Linked DNA regions of Mus musculus: all the other regions are linked to region 3. A link is a contact called in public HiChIP or PLAC-seq data. All regions are on one chromosome and are shown on one strand. The core of a region is the stretch at or near the end of the contact, and the rest is flanking DNA. Distances in the headings are between cores, read along the strand shown. Region 1 has its middle 19 kb from the start of 6430584L05Rik. Region 2 has its middle 17 kb from the start of Aqp1. Region 3 has its middle 38 kb from the start of Mturn.

The links. HiChIP or PLAC-seq counts read pairs in DNA pulled down with a chosen protein or histone mark.
Region 1: an H3K27ac HiChIP or PLAC-seq map of microglia shows a contact between it and region 3, with 4 times the contacts expected there. The contact joins two enhancer-like sites. A contact is called at or near these places in 1 of 115 datasets of contacts at active chromatin or transcription factors (microglia) and 1 of 9 other capture datasets (embryonic stem cells).
Region 2: an H3K27ac HiChIP or PLAC-seq map of extraembryonic endoderm stem cells shows a contact between it and region 3, with 3 times the contacts expected there. The contact joins two enhancer-like sites. A contact is called at or near these places in 1 of 115 datasets of contacts at active chromatin or transcription factors (extraembryonic endoderm stem cells) and 1 of 9 other capture datasets (embryonic stem cells).

The regions. Positions count from the first base shown.
Region 1 is chr6:55,413,960-55,418,128 of GRCm38.p6, reverse strand. No RefSeq gene overlaps it. Among named protein-coding and RNA genes, the nearest start is that of 6430584L05Rik, 19 kb to the right of the region's middle. Within about 2 kb of position 1,753, at least 11 of the 459 cell types and tissues checked have an H3K27ac peak or open chromatin away from gene starts, as enhancers often do. A contact at or near this core is called in microglia, where this site is marked.
Region 2 is chr6:55,350,746-55,354,986 of GRCm38.p6, reverse strand. No RefSeq gene overlaps it. Among named protein-coding and RNA genes, the nearest start is that of Aqp1, 17 kb to the right of the region's middle. Within about 2 kb of position 2,991, at least 13 of the 459 cell types and tissues checked have an H3K27ac peak or open chromatin away from gene starts, as enhancers often do. A contact at or near this core is called in extraembryonic endoderm stem cells, where this site is marked.
Region 3 is chr6:54,716,994-54,721,341 of GRCm38.p6, reverse strand. No RefSeq gene overlaps it. Among named protein-coding and RNA genes, the nearest start is that of Mturn, 38 kb to the right of the region's middle. Within about 2 kb of position 1,556, at least 151 of the 459 cell types and tissues checked have an H3K27ac peak or open chromatin away from gene starts, as enhancers often do. A contact at or near this core is called in extraembryonic endoderm stem cells and microglia, where this site is marked.

The DNA.
Region 1 (4,169 bases), core at 504-3,003, 700 kb before region 3:
GAGTCTACAGTCCTGTGGCATAATCACATTTGATTATATATTTCTTTCCTCCACCTCCACTAAGAAGCCAGAAAAGGACAAAGACAGCTGGAAGGGGAAACCCAAAAAGTAAGCGAAATGTCTAGGGAGAGAGGACAGCATAAGCAGCCAGCCAGAATCTGCTCAGGTGCCTCAAAGGCTTAAGGCACAGAGCTTCCAGATGCTTCCAGAAGCATAAGTGGAACTGAACATAGAGTCAGTAGTGCACATATTCTTTAGAAAGGCATCAGGCCTGACCCACACCAACCTCTAGATCCCCTTCCTATCTAAGTGAGCTACTACATGGGTGACTCTCAGGATAACTTGGCCCAGAGATGTTGTGTGTTGTGTCTCTGGGATGGCAAGAAGGTACTGGAAATAAAGCACCAGAAGTTACAAGGGATTTGTTTGTAACCAGAAGTTACAAACAAGAGGTAGGACTTAAGCCTCCAGCTTCTATCCAACATCCCCATGAGGCATGGAAAGTTTCCTCAGGAAAAGTTTGCCAGTTCAAAAGGAAAGACCTCAAGAAAGAGACACTCAGTCCTTCCACCTGTCTTATTTTCTTTCTGTTGCCAGATAAATCACATGACCAAGATAACTTATCGAAGAAAGTCCTTAGTTTGTGGGGTTGGTCAAAGCTCCAGAGGTTTAGTGTTCATTTTCTGATGGTGGGGAGCATGACAGCAGGTGTACATGGCACTAGAGCAGTAGCTGAGCCAAAAGCACAAGGCAGGAGGTTTGGGGTGGGAGGGAGAGAGGGAGAGACAGACAGACAGACAGACAGACAGACACAGACAGAGAGGCAGACAGAGTGCTAACTGGGAATGGTGTGGACTTTTGAAACCTCAAACTCCCGTAACACACCTCCTCCAACAAAACCATATTCCCTAATCCTTCCCAAATAGTTCCATAAACTAGAGATCAAGCACTCCAATACATGAACCTACAGGAGCCATTCTTACTCAAACCACCACACCACCAGAATGCCCCCAGAGAAGCTGGAATGTGGCAAGCTGTGTCTCTGCACGGACTCTCTCAGATGATGAGTATCTCTGTCTGGGATACAGACCTTTATAGAATCCTTTACACATTAGAAATGGCTCCAATATGAAGGGTCTGTGACAAAGAGAGAAGCAAAGAAGGATTCAGATAGAGGACTCAAGTGAGAGGACACAAAAACAGGTAATGTGGAAAAGCTGAAGTTGAAGCTAATGTCTTGGAAAAGTTAATAAAGACTATTGGAGAAACATTCTTTTAAAACAGAATGCTATTTTTAACTGAATACCCAGAGACTACACAAAATTCTTAGAGAATAAATAGAAAAGAATCACATCTTGAAGTAAACCTTCAGTTAAAAAGCAGAAAGGTTGCATGAAATATATTTTTGGAAAGTAGTATAAGATGACGAGTAAGGAGCGATATGAAATGGGGGCTTCAAAGCATAAAGCCTAATATCTCATTGGCAGGAGTTTCAGAGTGGGAGAGCAGCGAGAAGACAGGGAACTATACCTTCAAACAGAAGAGAGAAGATTTTCCAGAATTCACGGATGTGAGTTTCTGCTTTGAAAACGCCCATGAATTATGGAACAAATCACTGAAGACATGAGAAGGCATGAAATTCAGAACATCAGGGACAGAAAAAAAAATTAAACAAGAGGAGAACTGATTGATGGTGTACACAGGGCAGGGCTTAAAATGGCATCAGGCGTTTCCACGGCAACACTGGAAGCCTGAGCATGACTGAGTGAAACATCGGAAGGCTCCACAGAAGCTCATTTGCAACCTAGAATTCCATCTCTAATCAAGCCACTCATCCTATAGGTAAAACAATGAATAAAAGAAGGAAAATATGTGTAGTCAGATGTTAAGAGCTCACAAAATCACCTCCTCTGTGTTTCTTAGAAAGTTCCTGGCAAATGCTACTCCAAAGAAAGAAATTAACCAAGAAATAGGAAGTCTGTGATTCAGGACATAGAGGAGTCAGCTGAAAAGAGAGGAAGCAAAACTTTCAAGAAGATGACGAAAGATTCTAAAACTAAAGGCTATCAGACATCTGAGGAGATCCTGCTACTTCAGACTGAAGTCCAGACACACTGTGAAATAAACAAAAGGAAAGCAAACTAAACAAACAGGAGATTAAAATAATGCTGGGAAAACATGCACACGCACACATACAATAGTGATTCTCTGTGGTTGAGTGTGAACATCCCTCCCTGAGCCCAGGTGTTGAAGATGTGCTCTAATGCATCAGCAGTCAGAAGAGGGGCTCTACAGAGATGATCAGAACACAAGGGCTCTGCATCCATCGATGGATTCGAGGATAGATTTATAATTAAATGGCATGGTGAGGAAGTGCTGACAAGAAGGCCGTGCCTACTTGGTGGAAGGTGTTGAGATCTTAGGGGCTGTACATTGCCATCATCTTCTTTCTCGTTTTCACTCTGTCTCCTTCATGGCCATTCTGACGTAAGCAGCTCTGCTCTGCTGGCTCCAAGCCCTCACATGATGAGTTACCTCAGCACAGTCCAGAAGCAATGGAGCCCAGTGAACATGGACTGACCCCTCTGAAACCACGAACCAAAGTAAACTTCCCTCATCTAAGCTGGTCTTGAACTCTCTTGAGCAAGCTGGCCTTAACTTTTGATCCTCCTGCCCCGATCTTTGGACACGTGGCTGTGTTAGAGGTTAGCATCACAAGCCCTGCTCTAGCATGCCACCTATTTTTAGTATAATGGTTCTATTAATTCTTTTTAAAATTGTATACATGATTACAAAGCTTTCTTATCACACACACACACACGCACAAGCACACGCACGGGCACAGGCACAGGCACAGGCACAGGCAAACACACACTCCTCCCCTAACCCCTACTGGATCTACTCCATCTCATCCCATCAGAGTTCCTCTCCTAATTTTATGTCCTCTTAAAAATAATAATAACCTTCAGAGCCTCATTTGTGTTGTACCCACTAGAATGTGGCCAGCCTACCAGGGACCACATCATTAAAGAAAACTGACACTTCCTCCCCTAGCATCCAGTAAGCATTAATATCTCCTTCTGTAGGTGGGAAGACTAGACTCTTGGCGCTCCTGGCCCATCCAGGTTGGAATGTTCATTGGTTTGATCTAGGACAAGTGTTATGCAGGTAACCACAGTTGTGGTGGGTTCTTGAGTCCAGTGATTTAGTCATATTTAGAAGACACGGCTTTGTCCTGGATCTCTCCAGTTGCTGGCTCTTACAAGTATCACATCTTTGCTTCTGTGATGTTTCCTGAGCTTTAGAGGTGATGGGTATGATATTGATGTCCTGTTTATGGTTGAGCACATAACACAGACACATGCGCTGCTCTTTGAACAGCTGTGAATGTCTGTGTTAGCCACCAGATAGTGCACAAAGAAGCTTCCCTTCCCTGATAAGGAGTGAGAGCCTCACTAATAGAGATTTGAAGGACACTTTGATATTATGTCCATTTATCAAACTAATAATAGTGGGTGAACCCCTAGGGTTTATTAACTCCTCCAGACATGTGTTCTTGGACATATTAATGTGTTTTTTCTCCTGTGGAGCAAGCTTTAAATCCAATCAAAAGGCCATTGGCTACTCCTACAACGTGAGTGCCACTGCTGTGCCCTTGGGCAGATTTTCCAGGCTGGTCATTGCTGTAGCCTGCAGTGTTTATAACTGTTTTCTCTCCTGGAAGCATTTCTCAGAACTATGAAACCTAGCCAGCAGGGAGGATGTTTTCCTCTCAGTGCCAGCTGAATTCTCTATATCCAGTGGCCAAAGTATATGGTGTCTTCAGCAATAGAGTCTTACCTTCAAGTTCTAGACAGAAATCAAGATCAACGGAGCATTAGAAAGAATTGTCTAGAAACACAGGATTGATAGAACGAATGACTTAGGGAATGGTATAAAGGGGGTTTATTAAAATGGCTTACAGGCTGTGGTGCAGTTAGTTCAACAAGGGCTGTCAACCAATGGAAAGTCCAAGAATCCAACAGTTGTTCACTCCAGGAGTCTGGATGTCTCAAGTAGTCCTCAGTATACTCCAAAATCCTGCAGAAGTAGGCTCTAATACCAATGAAGGAAGGAAGTTGCCAGAAAGAATGAGCTCAAGCAGACTAAGAGCCAAAGTTCCTTTTCTT
Region 2 (4,241 bases), core at 1,742-4,241, 630 kb before region 3:
GCACCTGCCCAGCAGGAGATCAGAAACAAAAGATTAGCCTCCAGGCAGGGAGAGGAGGTGGGAAGGTCAGGAGGGCAGGGCTTTGCAAATAGGTCTTTAGAACACAACCCTCCAGCAACTTCCAAAAGGGTCGGGCCCAGAGGCTGAGGAGGCAGGATGCTGGTTTCATCTGGCTACACTGCAGGGGATGGAGAAGGACAGGCAGGCACTGGTTGGAAGGCAGCTGTCTGGACTGGGTCTTATTTCTTTGGCCAGAGTACTAAGGGGTTCTGCTACTGATCTGCTTCCAACCTTCTTCTTGGTGCTGTATTCCAGGGGACCTGAGATAAAAAGGGGGCTGCTAGTGTACCCCAGCTAAGCAGAGGCAAGATGGAGATGGAGGTTACTGGGTACCACAGCTCCCTAGGTGAAATGTTGGCCTGCATCCTCCTGAGGAGGCCAGAGAGCGGGGTCAGCACTGGATGGAACACTTCCCCCGCCCCCACCATGGGTGAAATCCCCAAGTCTGCTTAGTTGCTTTCAGATCTAACATTCTAGGCTTTTTTTTCCTTCCAAAGATCTCACCAAGGGTGACCTGGGTTGGCTTCCCACTCATATAGAAGGATGACAAGGGATGGGAGCTGGGGCTCTCAGAATCTTCTGGAAGCAAAGCCACAGCCTCCCCGAGAATTTGTGATCTAGTGTCTCTGAGCCCTACATTCCTGGAGGCAGATGTTCTGCCCCTCCCCGCTCAGGAGGCCACTGGCAGCTGGGCAATTCTTGGAGTCCGTCTCGCGTGGTCAGTGCCCTGGGCCACCCGCCACAGTTCAGGCGCATCAGTGATTCTGGGAACTTCATGAACAGTTGAACAGTCATTTCATCTCAGGGCCTAGGAATCTGCGAGGAGAGCAGAGAAGGCTCTTGGGGTCTGCAGGATGATAGAAGAGAGAAAAATTGAGATCCTGCAGAGAGAGGCAGGGGGCAAAAAGAGCAGATAAAGGAGGGCCTAGGAAGCCCTGCCCATTTCTAGGTGCAGGTGAACATGCTGGACGCAGGAAAAACACATCCTGGATGCGGACTCCAAGGTGATGTGCAGGTCAGGCCCCTGCTCATGCTAAGTCACCTGCTGGACCTGCCTCCCAAACCTGGTTTGAGTGAGACACCTGGCTAGCCCTGTCTATGCTGTACCTTCTTTGGTGTAGATTGTCAGCTGAGAAACAGGTTGAGCAAAGACACAGGTCGTCGGTATTCTTAGTAAATTTAGAATTTAGTATCTATTTCTCAGTGAAAGAAATCCTGGGGGAGGAGGGAGCAAAATGGCATTGTGTGTGTCAGTGAAGGAAAGAGATCGGTTCAGACATCTACAAAGAAGGTGGATAGGGACATTGATGTCACATGACCTGGCAAAGCTTTGCGTTGCTTGCTATGCATATAACACTGAGTAACTCTACTCAGAAGTGAGGGCTACCCTGTGGCTGCCCTCATGTCTTTCAAAACTCAAGAAAAAGAAATATGTCCTTGGAGTTCAAAGAAATGTGCAGAAGGGTGTGAGGTGGACATGGGGTATTTGTGCAATTGTAACTCTGGTAGATTCCATAGTCAGCTCAGATTCAGTGTGGGCATTCCACAGGAGGGCCTAGCAGCCCTCTGCAGTGAACTGATCACATGCAAGAGTGTGCGTGTGTACATACACGTGCACACTCACACATACATGCATCCAAACACACACACACACACACACCAAAATGACACATGAGATATATTAACAACTCAAAGGCATAAATGCCACCCATCAATTTTTAAATTAACCTAAACAAATTTTATTGTTTTCTTTGGTTTCTGTTTTCTATTTAAGTTGCATTACAAACAATATATGCTAAATTTAAAAAATAAGGAAGTTCATGTTAATAAGGTGCCAGGACACACTAGCCTATTCTAGAATGTCAGAGGCTGCAGCCAGTGTGGGCTCTGATCATGGAGGGCTTTGTCCCATTATTAATTTTTCAGGTTCACATTTTGCCCCTCTGGATTAGACTCATATGCAGAGAGTCTCTCTTCCCTTACCTATGATGTCATAACTGTAGACATTATGAGTCTGTCACTTACTTTGCAGCTGGTTTTAAAAATCTGTGCTGGCTAGTCCCCTGATAACCCAAGCTGATCTAGTTAGATGTGAACTACAGCATGAAGGTAGGTAAAGCAAATGACACCCACGCATAGAGTCGCTGGGGGCACAAGATACTCCTGTGGCCTCTGCTTGTGTGGTAGTCTCGGTCCTGGACTAGGCTGCAGATCCATAGAGGCCTAAGTCTGTGTACTCCTCAAGGATTGAACTGGACTTCCCCCAGACAGTTGACTACAGGGAAGGGTCTCTGGACAGACAGAAGGGCAAATTAAAACAGGGTATGACAGAAGATGTCCCCACTCTCCAGCACAAGTGCATGCGCATGGACACTTTGACCCTTAATCTTACTGAATGGACAACTCTATGAATTAAATTTGTTCTCCCACAAGAAATAATTACGGTATTTAAAAAAAAATGGGGACTAGAAAAGGAGTTGAATTGGTAGAGTGTTGGCCTAGCATTCATGACAGAGGCCTCAGTGTTGCATAAAATACATTTGTTGGCCCAGCACTTAGGCGGTAGAGGTTGGAGGATTAGAAGTTTAAGATCATCCTTAGCTATGGTTAGTTAAGGCTAACCTGGGGACTTTATGTCAAGCTAACTCAACCAAGTGCAGCCAAGTTGCCCTCCAGCTGCAGCTAGGTGGTGGTACCCTCTCTCTGTGCCCAGTCAGTAAGCTACAAGAAGATCAACAGAACAATCTCTGCATGCAGTGTTTCTTGAAGTTTCTGGACACCCTTTCTCACAAGCCCCATTGGACATTGGTCTCAAAGTGGGACTTGTGAAGATGACCCTGTAAGCAAAGACTTCACTTTTGGCACTAAGAATGGTAAACACCAGCACCTTTGGTCCTTGGCCTCCCAAGAATGGCCTCACCCAGCCCCCTTGCTAGGAAGCAAATTCCAATCATCGTCTTCATTGTATTCTAAACCTAAAGAAAACAAGGCATCATGCCCAGCAGCTCGTCCATAAAACATTAATCACTGTCCCCTCCTCGAGAAGCCTCTGACCAACGAAGGTATGCTCTACAGGAGCCATGGAAAAATCCTAATGGCCCCACACATGGCTTGGCCACGTTGAGGGTGGGGGCCTGGCACCGGTTCCTCCAGTGCTTTTCCAGCCAGGTTCCTCGCTGTGGTTCCAAGGATGCTGGGGACTAGCCTAGGAACCCCAAAGAAAAAGAATCTTCTACACAACTATCAGGTTCCCCAAGGTATTGTGGTCCTTAGGGTCAAGTGACAAGTGGCTACCTTGGGCCACCACACCTTCCACTGGAGCCTGCTTTGAGCCCACGGGTAACAGTGCCGAGACCAAGGCCAGTATAATAGGTCACATCTCCTCATCAGGTCATCTAGCCTAGGGTGCCTGCCAAGACCCAGCACCCAGAAAGCAGAATCCCCCTGATCCTGGGGAAGAATTTGAGCTATTACAAGAGAAAGAGGTAGCTGAGGAGATGGCGTAGCGAGTAAAAGCATTTTGCCACACAAAGCGTGATGATCCGAGTTCATGATCCTCAGAATCCACACACAAAATAACAACTGCAACAACAAATGTAAAAGAGAAGGAAAGAATGCAGTCACATCGGTAAACCCAAACTTCCCCCTACTGGAAGATGGAACAGAGTTGAAAGAATCTATGTGGAAGTATAGAGGCCAGGCCAGGGAGCCTGGCACAAAGAGACTTGTCTCAAACAAGGTAAAAAGGCAAGTACTGACACCTGAAGGTTGTCTTCTGACCTCCACAAGAATGCTGTGCCATTCCTACCCCTCATACGTGAACACACACACACACACACACACACACACTGGCCTCTCTCTCTCTCTCTCTCTCTCTCTCTCTCTCTCTCTCTCTCTCTCTCTCTCCTCAAACTCATACACATGTACATAGGCTGGGATCGGAGGATAAGGATCTGCAAGAATTCTAGATTTCTACATGTTTAGAAACAAAGAGTATTTACCCAGCACTAACACTGACAGGACACTGAACACGATCAGCTATGGCTGGTCCTCACTGCAAAGGGGTTTGGAAAGTCTTCTAATCTGCCCCAGGCCTGATCAGGAGCCTCTGATGGGATGTGGCAATCCGCAGTGTTGCAGCATTTTGCTCTTGTGAGTTTAATGGAAAGACAAATATTCTA
Region 3 (4,348 bases), core at 307-2,806:
TAAATTACTTGTGAGAAATCTGAGGCCTAGGGACATTGAGTGGCTTGGTACCCTACAACTCACTACAGGACTTTATCCTTGGTTCTGTGCATCTTCAGAGTGTACACCCACCTGGTTGATGAGCTGCTCTGCCATCTCATGCATGGTTAGGGTTGATTAATGGACAGAAACCTACAGGCTGTGGAATGAAACCAGGTTCACAACCCTAACAGAGGCACAGTCCTGCTGCTTTGCCTGAACTATCCAGCTGTATGATGTCGCTCCCCGGAGTGCTCCTGGCCAGGGCCTAGCAGTCTAGGGTTGGCTAGACATGTGGGAAAGAAGGACCAGCCCATTAGGCCACATGATCAATATGGCCACTATTGCAGCCATGTGCTGGCCCTTACTCCCCATTCTTCCACCTTTAGCAATCGCATTGGCCCTAAATGTATAGAAGTCAGAGCTAAGTATGTTCTAGCTTGTGACCATTTCCCACAGAGACAACTACAGCCTTTGTTGTTCATTTTCCCTAATTCAAACGCAGACCGCTCTCAGGAAGCAACACTCAAAAGGGACACGCTGGTGTCGGCTGCTCTCAGCTCATTTGACACTGTGCCAAGGCCACTTCCATTGTTTGTGACAGACAGTGCCCTCTCTGCCAGAGACTCCAATCTTACCCTTTGGCATCTGTTAGGAACTCAACAGAGTGAGTTCTCTTCATCATAGACCAGTATCCATGGCTGCACTCTCAGCCAAGTCGAAGATCTTGTTGACTGACGAGAAAATGAATTTGATTCTCTTTATCACTCTAGGCTCAAAACCCATCTTGGACATTTGTTCCAGGCATGTCTTTATAGAGGTCGACTCTGACTGCAGGCTGGTGTCTAGAAACAGAGTGAGGTCCTGGTTAGAACCTGCTCCTGCGTGCAGTGGGGGAAATGGTCTGAGCTCCTTGACATCTTTTCTCCAATCCAAACCCCTGTTCCCATCTTGGAAGTAGCTTGGAAAGGCCATTCAGTCCTCTGTAGTGTCTGTGTGGTTAAGTGTACAGTTGGAGGTGACCATGCCTGGGAAGTCAGTCACCGGGACAGAGCAGGCCTGCAAGTTAGCAAGGGGAGGTGTCTGTGAGCTGCAAAGGGAGGGAGGAGGCTAGATGCTGCAAAGGACTAATCATTAGGATTAAGTAAACACAGAGAAGGCAAACAGCATTGAGGAGCACATGGTCCTGCAGAGAGAGGATTCCAAGGCCAGTGGTGCCAACAGAGCTGGGGGTGGCCCCGTGAGCTCTTCCGGAATCCATCCAAAACACCCCTTGATACTCGTGAAGTCGTGGGACCTGATGGCAGATGGCACGGCTCTCTCGGGGACTCTGGGAAAAGGGAGTATTTGGAAAGAGGGCTGAGGACTCCTGGTTCCTGTGAATCTGAGGACAGGTGACTGAGGCTGGACATGATCATAGAGACACAGGCAACTTTGTTTAAGTGGCTGTACCTCCCTGCCCCTCACTACTGCCTGGAAGGCACAAAGGCCGCCGGCCTCAAGGGAAGCTTCTAAGTTCTCTCAGAGTGTACACGAGTTGGCAGCCTGGCGCTTCGCTGTTGCAAGCTGCTCCAGACAGCAGGTGGCTTTGTGCCTGCTTGGCTTCTCCTGGGGAGGCGGGGGCGGGGGGGGTGGGGGGGGGGAGCAGGAGCAGGGCCACAGCAGGCGCTCTTGCCCACCAGCCAGGAGGAGTGGAAGGATACACAGCTTTTGGATGCTCCTGCCTGCTTAGCTTCTGTCCTGGATGATCACACAGAGGCTGGGGTTGTTTGACTTCTAGTGCTTGCTTCTTGTGAAATGAGCAGGAGCAAAGCAGGCTCCACATATCCCCGGGGAGAGAGAAAGCATTGAAATGCATTCATTCACTCATTCATTAATTCATCCCACAAAGGTTTCTTTTTTTTTTTTTTTTTTTTTTTTAAATTTTTTTTTTTAAAGATTTATTTATTGATTATATGTAAGTACACTGTAGCTGTCTTCAGACACTCCAGAAGAGGGAGTCAGATCTCCTTACAGATGGTTGTGAGCCACCATGTGGTTGCTGGGATTTGAACTCCGGACCTTCGGAAGAGCAGTCGGGTGCTCTTACCTGCTGAGCCATCTCACCAGCCCCCCACAAAGGTTTCTTAAAAGCCAGTACTGTGCTAAGCCCTGCGATAACAGGATAGTAGGACAAAATGCTTGCTTCCTGCAGCGCATGCTCCGGCGGGGCAGATAGACCACACGCAGATGAGAGCTGAATGCCTTGTGACTCACTTGGATGTTGCAGTGCGCTTCTGAATGCTGCTCCAGTTGGTTTGTGCAGTGATCCTACTGACACTGTGTGAAGCTCAGGGAGCCGTCTGATCTAATCATAGGCTCTCTGTCCCTTGCGATACTTTCGTTTCCTGTTGCCAACGAAATGTGGTCTTATTGTTCCCCCTATCTCAGAAAAGCAGAATCCTGTGATCAGAGGCCAGGCTTTAGAGTTAGGCAAACCTGGCTTCTGTCAGTTCTACCATGGTGTAGGCTAGCTTAGAGGGGTGCCTTTTACACCTCAAACCTGAAAGTGTCAGTGAAGACAATTATGGTATCTTTATAAGGATTTTCTCTTTGTGAAACAAGAAATGTTAGAGTTAGGAGGGCATTTTAGCCAGACCTGGACCCAGTGGTCTCTTGATGAACTTGGCTCCTTGCTGATGTAGTGAGTAGCCTTGTGAATCTAGAGAGTGGCCTGGTTTCTTGAAGTATGGTCTGTGGACCATAAGCATGCTGACCACTTAGAGTATGTGGAAATGTGCAGGACCCTGAGTGATTTCTCAAAACCTAGATGACCTAAATATTTTCCAAGTGGGTCTGAAGAGCCTTAATGCTTGTGACTTGCTGGTGGTTCATAGTATTGATTAGTGGCCCAAGCTTTTGTTGGTCAGAGTTAAATCATCTTGTAACATCCAACTCTGTTGACCCTCAGCATCTGCAGTGAAAAATTTCCTGTATTGAGGGTTATACTGTGTTCCCTGGGACCTTAGCCTACCTCTGCCCTGGTTAAGGCTTCCACTCAGCACCTTGAGGTCCGTGCTGGTTGGTTTTTGTCAACTTGACACAAATGTAGATATCTGGGAAGAGAGAATCTTAATTGAGAAAAGGCCTCCATAAGATTGGCTTGTAGGTAAGTCTGTGGAATATCCTTTTGATTAATGATAGATTTAGGAGGGCCTAACTCACAGTGGGTGGTACCACTCCTGGGCAGGTGACTCTAGGTGCTACAAGAAAGCAGGCTGAGAAAGCCAGTAAATGGCACGCTTCCTTGACCTCTGCATCACCTCCTGCCTCCAGGATCCTACCCTGAGTTCCTGCCCTGACTTCCTTGGATGATGAAGTACAAGCTCTAAGATGAAATAAACCCTTTTCTCCATGAGTTGCTTTTAACCATGCTGTCTTATTGCAACAATAGAAAAGCTAATTAAGCCAGGGTCCAAACATATAACCAACCACAGTTCAGATAGACTGCAGCATCCATTTATCCCATTTCTGGGTATAGAGCATGATGGATTTATTTTTGTGATGCATGGAATTAAACCCTATGGCCTTTGAGCATTCCAGGAAGCTGGATCAGGAGATAGACTGGCTGGGAGCCTGTTTACAGAGGGGGCCGGGCAGGCACACTAGGCTTACATACTGGGTTCATGGTCCCAGTGACATGGCTGGAGAAGAGGGTGATTTTGCATATCATATAGCAATGTCTGGCTAACTCATGTCCTTTTATGTGAGGCTGGAAGCAAGATTATCTGAAAAAAGCTGTCATTAGGATGTCTCCTTCCCTGATACTGACACTCTGGTCACTGCCTCACGTTACCTGCCTCGAGCAAAGATCCCGTCAATACTTGTGTCCTTCTGTGGACACAGGTGACTCAGATGCCGTCTAGGGTCTTGCATCACTAGTAGAGATGGAGGGGGCTAGGTGCCCCCAAAGAAGAGCCCTAAAACTTGTACGATTTAGTGCCTGAGAATATTTGGGAAGCACTTGAATCAGGAATCTCCAAGAAGTCAAGAATCAGAGAGATAGGATCCTGTGTCTGGCTCTGACTCACTCTCCCTACCAGGCTTGGTCTAGGATTGAGTTGGGAAAGGGTAGCATCAGTCAGTGTGCAGATATTGGAAGACAGAGACACCGACCCCAGAGAAAGATTCCCTAGTCCCTACCTCCTGATGTTGCTGCTCTAAATTACAGCCATCTGAGATGCCCAATAAGAGGCTGTGTGTGCAGAAGATCCATGGGAATGCTGTTATTGTGACAATGGAGCCTAGATCAGGGCTACAGTATGTCCTAGTAGCTTCTTTGTCCAACCTG